Regions from separate parts of the Mus musculus genome. Here regions 1 and 2 are each linked to region 3. Evidence: chromatin contacts called from public ChIA-PET and promoter capture Hi-C data. All regions are on one chromosome and are shown on one strand. Each heading gives the region's core, a stretch centred on a gene start, on an enhancer-like site or on the middle of the called end of the contact. The rest is flanking DNA. Distances are from core to core; before and after follow the strand shown. Region 1 holds the start of Stxbp3 (syntaxin binding protein 3). Region 2 holds the start of Gpsm2 (G-protein signalling modulator 2 (AGS3-like, C. elegans)). Region 3 holds the start of Cyb561d1 (cytochrome b-561 domain containing 1).

Region 1 (3,100 bases), core at 70-2,569, 640 kb after region 3:
AGGTGCCATTATAACTCAGAAGTAATTTCTTCAGCACAATTTGTCACCCACTTTCGTATGAGAGTCAATATAGACAATCTGCCTAAGTCAGTGCTTTCCTTACATCACGTGGGTCCCTGGGGATGCAATTCGTGTCCTTGGGCTTGACAGCAAGCACCTTTACCCACTCAGCCACCTTGCAGGCCCCCAGAAAGGATAAATTTGAAAATAATAAATATGAAAGGATAATTTTGTATTTCACAAAGTCTACTTATCTATTTAGTACCTTCTATATGGTAAACACCATGCCTGTACTGTTTTGGATTTTAATTTTATACAAGGAATTCTTGAAGGCAGAATTCTGTTGGCTAATTCCTATTCTGTTCCTTGTTCCCCAAGTCGGAGTAAGAAACACTAATAAGACGTTATTCCTTTTCTACTACTAGACTATAATTACTTAGAACCCAGAGATGCCAAACAAGGAAGGTCCTTCCGGTTTGCTGCTTTCATTGCTCTTCTAACCTGGCAGACCTAGGTTTGGTGTCATTTTAATAAAAGTCATTAAAGTTGGTCGAACCAACAAGAAGACCAATTGTAACACAAGGAGCAGACTATGCAGGGACCGGATACTAGATAAAACTTTAACAGTCCGCTGTTGCTTTCTCAAGAACTCTTTTTTTTTTTTTTTAAAGCAAGTCATATTCTCTTGGAACAGTGGCAGAAGGCGCTCTTGAAAAGCTACGCCTGCACTTTTTAAAGGACAAGACACTGAAAAGGATGGTAGTAAAAACCCTCGGTGCTAACATGAATATGGGACACCAAGCGGCTTCTGAAAACACGGGGACGAGGGCGGGACAGAGTAGTAACACAGAGCTCAGACTGTGTCGGATGGAGAGACGTCCGTGCCTGGTGTGGCGAGGGGGGTGCAATGGGAAGAGCTGTCCCGGGACAGCACAGGGACTTGGGAGGGAAAGTCGGCCCGAGTCAGGTCGCCCAAGGGTGGGGCTTTGCGGAAGAACCTCACCGGGGTGAGAGTTGGCCAAAGCCGCGGAGAAGGCCGCGTCTGGCCACCCCGCCCATCCCTGGTGCTGGCACGAAACCCGACTCTGGGCAAGCCGGAAGGAGTCAAGCCAGGGACTTGGTCCCAAAGCAACAAGTGCCCATGCAGCTCCCAGAGAGGCTGCAGAGCTGCAGCGGGAAAGAAGACCCCCGTACAGCCGACCCTTCCCGGCCTCATCCCTGACCCCTCCGCACTCACTCCGCCACACGACGCTCTTCAGTCCCCGCTCCGATACCGGCGGCGCCATCTTCCCCCAGCCGTGGAGCTACAGCCACCGCCTCCCACTCGCAACCTACTTTGGCCCTGAAAGCTGCGCTCGGGGGCGGGCCCTTCCCCTCGCGGTGGGGAGGCTCCGCCCCCTCCGCGGGCCGCGCCCTCAGGTGACGTCACGCGCATCAACTAGGGCGTGTCCCGCCTGTGCCTGGACTGCGGCTGCGTAGTGTGGTCAGACTTCTGTGCACTGTCTGGCGCCCCCTAGCGGAAGCCTACTATAACCCATATCTCAGTGTCCAATTTGGCATCAGAAAGCAAATATGTGAACTAACACAATTTATACAATTATGAATTTATACATACCGGGTCTTTTTTATTTTACATTTATCTGTGTGTATGTATGCATGTGTGCATACCAAGGCTCGCAGGTGAAGGTCAGAAGACCTCATCTTCCACAGTGTGGGTCTTGGGATGGAACCTAAGTTGTCAAGACACATCCTGCCATCCCCAATACGGAGACTTTATGCTTTACAAAATAATGTTTCATTCAGCAAAGCAATTCAAACTATACTGTTCAGAAGCCTGTTCAACCGCCATATGGGAAGTCTATCCCTCTCAACTTCATTTTAATAATTTTTGAAGATCATTGATTATTTAAGCTGTAAGGTAACCACCAGTGTTCCCAGAACTGTGATAGAGTTTCAGAAAAGTCTAAGAAATGAGAGACCCTCTTATTCCTATGAAGAATTTTACATTTTAAGTTATAGAGCACGATTCCTAGAATTGTTAATTCCACAAGGCAGGAGTAAGACCACTACCATAATTTTAGAGCTAAAATTGAAGCAAGCTTTATTATATCCAGGAGCACCAGAGACCTGGCCAATTAGGGGTTAGAGAGAGAAGTGCTGAGAGTCCCTTTTAAGGAGCAAAATAACAAGTAGTTGCAAAACAGTGTTACAGAAGCAAGACAACAGGGCAGTTGGGAAGTATAGGAAAATTTCAAAAGGACAAAAACCAAGTACTTAGTGATAAGGGAGGGTCAAAGTGTTCTCAAAAACAAGTCATGGTCACAGGGTGGTGCAGGGCAGGTTCCAAGAAACAGAAACTTAAAAACAGAAACTCAACTCTTACAATAAACGAAACTTTGTGTTTAACAATACAACAAAATGTCTCCTACCTTAAAAATGGAGTCAGGCAGGTTTCTCATTCTCCCCTTGACCTTTGTGTCCTTCTCAAATCCTTGATAGGGGACTGTCTTTAATAATGTTGTCAAGTGGCAATGATTCTAGCCTTGTTTGGTGGATGCAGGGCCCAATTATGGTAGCCAGTAGAAACATTAGCAGGCCAAAGAAGGGGAGAGCCATCTTAGCCATGTTGTCGGTCAACATTTGTTTGAAAGATTTTGTTTATTTATTTCTCCATCAATACTTGTCAATAGTATGAGAAGAATCAGAGATACTAAAACAGCACATTTCGGTAAATTGCTGACAACCAAGATTACATTTAAGTAACAGGTAAGAGGGATCTTTTCTGACACAGAGTTTCCTTGTTGACTATCTATCTGGTGGTAGATGGAGCCAGAGGTTATACCCCAAACTATTAGTTACACACAGGGTTCCTTTGGGTATGCTAAGTTCAATCGAGGTGATTGATGAGTCTTCCTTTCTGCTTCTTATTTTAGCACACCTGTGATTTCCACTATTAGACCCCTTTAGAGAATATTTGATTATGCTAAAGTCTGTATTATTACTTTGGGATTGGTCAGTTAGAATAGGTCATCTCTAGAATCCTCCATCCATGGTGGATAAAAGCAATCGTTTTCATAACAAGACAGTATCAGGGTGTTCC
Region 2 (2,700 bases), core at 36-2,535, 520 kb after region 3:
AACTATTTTTCCGTGGGACACGCTTCCACAATACTCCACAGTCTCTGAATTCATAACCAGTCCAATCCTCGAATTGTAAGTTAGAAATAGTTTGCAAGAGGGGCCTATGAATGCCTAGAACCGGCCGGGCATCCCTGAACTCCCCCACTGCCCTCAAGTCAAAGGACAGGAACCTTCGCTTTTGAACTTAGGCGGAACGAATCTCTGCTCTTAGCACGTCGAAACCCCAGGCAAAAGTGCTCTTTACCAGAAGCAATCACGATGGTTACTAACAAGCCGGAAAATCTTCAGTTTAGCCTTCCAAAGAGGCAGTCTGAAAATTCTGCTTCGCTGGTGACAAAAACTTACAACACAAACCACACAGCAGTCCAATCAACACAAAGCACCGAGAGGAGAGTCAAGAACTTACCTATTCTAAGTCTACCCGGCGTTTAAATAATGCATTAAGGCAAATAAACATTGCCATCATTACTCGTTTCAACAGAGTTCAAATGATACTTGTTAAAGCCACCTAATTGTTTACCATTAAAATACAAGGAAATTACGTTTTCCACTTTTCATCTGAAGATACTAAGTTTACAGCTTTCCGGCTAAGATCTCAAACATGTTACGCTTGCTATAAAGCTGGTTACAACGATCTATCAGTTTCGCTTGCCAGTAAGTCTGGGATCCGAAAAGTTCAGGAGTTTAAATGTGACTTGACAAAGGTGTCTGGTGTGGAGACCCGGGGCCGGCGACGTGCCTGGGATTCGAATCCACTGGGATTCGGCTTTGTATCCACCGTCTGTTACGCTCGGAAAACGCGTGAAGTCGCTGCATCCCAGCAAGTATTTTCAAGGTCTGCAGAAGCCCGATCCCCAGTCTCCCCTCACTTAGGGGACAACAGCCTAAATGGTGCGGGTGCGAAGCCCCCCACGGAGCTCCCGGGTCCCAGCGTCACCCGAGCCCGTCGAGCCTCGGTGGTCCAGAGACCCCCGCCCCACGCCCCCACACACCCCACTGGGTCACCCCCTCAGGCTCCGCTCACCTCCCTCCGGCCCGCGGCTCCTGAGAACAAGGAACCGCTGCAGGGATGAGCGCCTCTGGCCGTAGACTAGGAACCGCGGCGCTTCCCCAAGTCGGGTCCCGGCGGCGACGCCGAGCCAAGCAGGGGCACCGCGGGAGGCTGGCGAGCGCCCCGGGCGCCCGCCCCCGGCAGGTCACGTGGGCCAGAGCTTCGGCCTCCCCCTGGCCTCTCAGAGGGTCTCACCGCCAGCAAGGCTCCCTCAGCGCCTGTACTCCTCTGCGCCTGCGCCTAGCTCCAGGCTCGCCCATTCAAACTGACAACGCCCCGCGTTTTTTGGACCGGCCAATGGCACCGGTGGGGCGGGGCTAGGCGGGTGGAGGGCGGGGCTAGACGAGCCAGGGCTCCCTCCTTCTAAAGATCTGTGTGTGGGGTTTGCCTCTCGGACTGTAGCGCTTGATTCTCCTCTGCTGCGGATAGATCCTCCGCCAACTAGAAGCTTATTGTCCTCGAATTTCTCCTTCAGATGGCGAAAAGTGGGACAATAAACATCAGAGTTCAAGCTGGGTCTAGTTCAGACTTTGAACCCAGGAGCCCCAGTCCACTGCCTCTTTCCCTGCAGGCTCAGTCCCGCCCTGGGAAAGTCTTCCAAGAGGCAGATGTGAGAAAGAAAGAGGCCTGTGTGAAAGGAACAGAGGGTCCCGTGTGAAAGTCTGAACAAGGAGCCTCAGTTCTTGAGGCAGTGTCACACACAGTTCTGGCGTTTCCAGATGTTGGGAAAGCAAACTTCTTCTGACTGCAGGATCGCTGGTTCCCAGGAAAAGCAGAGATGGCGAATTTAATCCGCTCCGGCGGCTTGCATTCCCATTCTATTCATGCCTTCATATCAAGTTCACCAAAAAATAGATCTTAGCTTGTTCATCAAATGTTTAAACTAGAGTCTCTGCTGTGAAGCTGATGACGTTGGTTACATTACATTATCTATAGCCACTGCCTATTTCTCCACTGGGATGAAATTTTAATGTTTTACAGGATTGGGCACCTGTTAAAGAAATTCTAGTTTCAGCATCTCTGTGGTGATGGCCGTGACCACTATATGTGTGTCATGGAAAACTGTATAGAGATAGTGTTAGCACCAGCCAGACCTGGGTTTGAATTTCAGCTCGGGCCTCTTCCTACTGACTGATTTTGAACCAGTTAGGCGTCTGTCCTCTGTAGCCTTAGCTTCCTCAGCTGTAAAACACAGATAATGAGACCTCCTCTAATAAGGTCTGTCATGATGCTTCAGGAGGTAAAGTTTATGAAATGGTTAACACAGCTGCTGACACATCGAAGCTGTTCAATAAGTGGTTCTCTTATTATTATCAGCGAGCACCCTTAATACCAAGTTCTTATAAAAAGCTGAATTAGCTGGTTGTACTATTTCAGAGGTAGATATTATAATTCTTCCATACTCATAAATTCTTTGTGGGAATTGGTACAGTAAACCACAATAAAAAGTATTTTAAATTCTGCATAGCCAAAGCGAATCGTTTCTTTCCTGTGCCCCCTTCTCTCATAGATTGGACTTTTTATCTCAGCTATCAGCAATGTCTATCTTCCTAATCAGTTGAACTGTTTTGTAAATCTTCTTTCCAAACGCATGCATCCATGAGATTGTGCCATTCTTCTACTTGAAGACATTTAATGGTCAAAAA
Region 3 (3,094 bases), core at 588-3,087:
TTCTCCCAAACCTTCCACTTGTACCCAGTAGGGCATCTCCCCCTTTGAGCCCACTGTATCATGCCTCAACAGTAGCAGCTAGGGTTTCTGCACATTGTGGCTCAGCCATGAAGTGCAAAAATTCATCTACTTCTGAAGTGGGTCCTGTGAAGATCACCAAGGAACTGTTGAAATCCAAGGCAAGACTCCCACCTAGATTCAGAGTTTGGAGGCGTTCATATCTCCACCTTCTTCCTTGGCAAGTAGGAGCTGGAGATCTGGTGCATGATCACCAGGGCTGGGTACAATGGTAGTCCCAGGCACAGGTACCAGGCTGTACCTTTGATCTGGGCCTGGAACCACACTGAGTACATGCCCAAGAGCACCGTTACTGTAGCCATCAGGTAGACAACCAGGCCACACGTCAGATGGTAGAGCTTGAGGCGAGCCACCCTTGAGACCCGGGCTGCTCGTGGACAGAGGAGGCAGAGCCCACACAGTGCCTGTCCTCCAGTGGCCAACAGTGTCAAGGCTCCTATCCAGCTGTGCCAGGACACCAAATGGGACATCTCACTTCGGATCTTGCTGGAAATGATGAAGCCCAAGCCTAGGACAGCACAGAGGATGGCCATGGTCTGCCCTGCCCAGTGGAGTCGAATCCGGGTTTTTCGAGAGCAGAAGAAGAACAGGGAGTGCTCAGGTGAGAAGAGTAGAATAGCTTCAGCCATGCAGAGACAGAACTGTAATCATAAGGAAAGGCCAGTGAGCCTCTAGTCTACATGGAGCGCAAGGAAAAGGAGGTCTTCTCACACATTCAGAAGGACACGGGGAAGCTAAGGACTTGCAGCCTCACACACATCCTTTCTGGACCACAGAACAGCAAACATTCTACTGAGAACTTTCTACTGAGTTCTGAGGACAAAGCCTTGATAAACATCCTTCTTGCGTCTTCCTTTTAGGCACTAGAGGAGAAATATCTTCTGTTCCCCCTTTCCCTGACCTTCTCAGCCACCTGACACTTTACTCCACTTTCCCCAATCCTATAGGTTTTAGGGAAAGATGAAGCCCTCTTTAAACCCATCTCTCTGACCCTTAGGCTGAAAAACTGAATGTCTCCCCAAGAGTTAATCTAAGAATATCCGAACTCACCGCCAAGGCCATGAACACAGGGTGCCAGGAGAAAAGACCTAAGTAAGAATCAAAGAGAATAGGCTGACGGCTGGGCTTCACTGATACTGTCCCGTGGTTTGTAAATGACAAAGACCGGGCCACAAGGTCAGCATATCATCTTAAACCTAAACAAGAATCAGGAGCTCACCACAAAGGGAGGAGTCAAGGGGCCCTTACACCCCCTTGGCCTGGGGATTGCACTTGCTGCAGCCCAGTCCCTAGAGTACCTTAGCCTGCCCAGGACCCTCTAACGCTTTTCCATGTAGGGCCTCCTAAGGAAGTATCAGTTCTGTCTTTTCAAGCCCCACCCTCCCTGGACTTCCGGGAACCCGCCTACTACGCTTTTACAACCACTCCCGGACCCGCCCCTCCTCAGCTGAGGGTCCAGGTTTCCAGTCTCCCAGTGCGCCCAAAGCGGCCCCTCCAGCGCCTAGGCTCCGCCCCTTCTTTGGCCCCGCCCCACCTCGCCTCGCACACTCACTGGTTCCGGGCCGGGACAGCACAGTCAGAAAGATGGTGAAGCCCAAAGCTATCAGGTGCGCCAAGATCCCACTGCCTCTCCGCAGCCAGCGGGTCAGTCTCGGCTCCCTCGCTGGAGCGGGAACCAGACCTACCTCCATGGAATGCATAGCAGTGCCAGGCCGGCCGGCACAATCCAGCTACCAGAGGCTTCTTCCGGGTTTGCTATCGCGGAGGCGGCGGCGGCTACAGGAGAGGCTCCTCCCCGGGGAAGCTGCGGGGCCGTGTGGCGGAGGTGCCCACAGCGCCCTCTGTAGAGTGGGGGGGAAGCGCCTCGGCCCCAAAGGGCGGCTCCCGGAAACCTCCACTGACCTAATCGAGCTCCCAACCCACCTTCATTCTATCTTTGTGTCTATAAGGGTATCTCAAGAGGTCTGCGAAAATTACATCGGTAGCAACTGATACCAGCGAAATCCCAAATCACACACTTGATTCGCTGACCCAAGAGCATGAAACCAGTGTTCTGAGCAGCTTTCTAGAAGTACTGGATTCCCTGGACTGCTTACTTCTCAGACATTTCTGGCTTGTTCAAGAGACAAGATTTCTCCCTGTATTAACATAAATGAAAAGCCAAAACCTAGTGATCTAATCTGATGACTTCAGGTATGAAAACCAAAAGAAGCAATCTCATCATCCCTGCTTACAGGCGTAGTTGCTCCCCATCCCCTCCCTCCCACGCTGCCCCCTCAAAATATTCCAGATCCATGGGGCACTTTCAGCCTTTGCTGCCGCCACAGTAGAACCAGAGCTTTCCACAACCCCAAGTTCTGCTACACTATTACCTCCAAAAAGGTATGACCCAACCTAAAGAGTTCTATATGGGAGAAGCTTTACTCCGTTCAGGGCAAACTCACAGAAGAGACCAGAATGAGCTGTCCAGTGGGTAGGGAAATGGCTCTGTGGTTAAGAGTGCATATTCCTCTTGCTCAGGGGGCTCACAGCTGACTGTAACTAGCTACAGGGGGATCCCACACGTCTCGCCTCCGCAGGCATCACATGCGCATACCCACACACAGACACCATAATTAAAAAAAAAAAAAAAAAAAAAGCTGTCCAGCACTTCTAGAGCAGTGATCGCCAAGCTCAACCTCTGCATGGCTGAGGAACTAAGGCTGGTTTTAAGACATGGGAAGGGCAAGAACAGCCATTTGTAGAGGGATGGAAGCCCAGAGTAGCTAGAAAACCAGAAAGGGGCCATAAGCTAACTCCCACAAACCCTCAGGACAAAAACCCAAGGATGGCGTCAGGTGTGAGACCCCTTCCCTCTCAGTTCTTTCCCAGTGGAACCATAGTTGTCGCTCTTAAGCCTCTGGGGTGCCTGCTCACTCAGCGTCATATGCCTTATCATCCTCTCTGAGAAGATTCCCAGGGATGCCAGCTCCAGGTTTCTGTGTGCAGTGTGTGTGTGCTGGGGTGTACACTGCCT

Evidence for each region. Promoter capture Hi-C pulls out the DNA fragments that hold promoters and counts their contacts. ChIA-PET counts read pairs in DNA pulled down with a chosen protein or histone mark.
Region 1: a promoter capture Hi-C map of pre-B cells shows a contact between it and region 3, with 2.8 times the contacts expected there. The contact joins the promoter of Stxbp3 here to the promoter of Cyb561d1 in region 3. A contact is called at or near these places in 3 of 39 promoter capture datasets (erythroid cells, neutrophils and pre-B cells), 1 of 484 Hi-C or Micro-C datasets (pre-B cells) and 1 of 115 datasets of contacts at active chromatin or transcription factors (pancreatic cancer cells).
Region 2: a contact with region 3 is called in an RNA polymerase II ChIA-PET map of effector CD8 T cells, with 7 read pairs. The contact joins the promoter of Gpsm2 here to the promoter of Cyb561d1 in region 3. A contact is called at or near these places in 2 of 39 promoter capture datasets (liver and pre-B cells), 1 of 484 Hi-C or Micro-C datasets (CD4 T cells), 1 of 115 datasets of contacts at active chromatin or transcription factors (effector CD8 T cells) and 2 of 9 other capture datasets (liver and pancreatic islet).

The regions. Positions count from the first base shown.
Region 1 is chr3:108,839,183-108,842,282 of GRCm38.p6, forward strand. Stxbp3 (syntaxin binding protein 3) reads right to left here and starts at 1,320. Exons shown (of 19, transcript NM_011504.1): 1 at 1,238-1,320. The coding sequence starts at 1,286.
Region 2 is chr3:108,721,014-108,723,713 of GRCm38.p6, forward strand. It overlaps Gpsm2 (G-protein signalling modulator 2 (AGS3-like, C. elegans)), which reads right to left and starts at 1,286. Exons shown (of 15, transcript NM_029522.2): 1 at 1,028-1,286.
Region 3 is chr3:108,198,997-108,202,090 of GRCm38.p6, forward strand. It overlaps Cyb561d1 (cytochrome b-561 domain containing 1), which reads right to left and starts at 1,838. Exons shown (of 3, transcript NM_001081320.2): 1 at 1,631-1,838; 2 at 1,129-1,166; 3 at 1-719. The coding sequence starts at 1,778. The coding sequence ends at 216.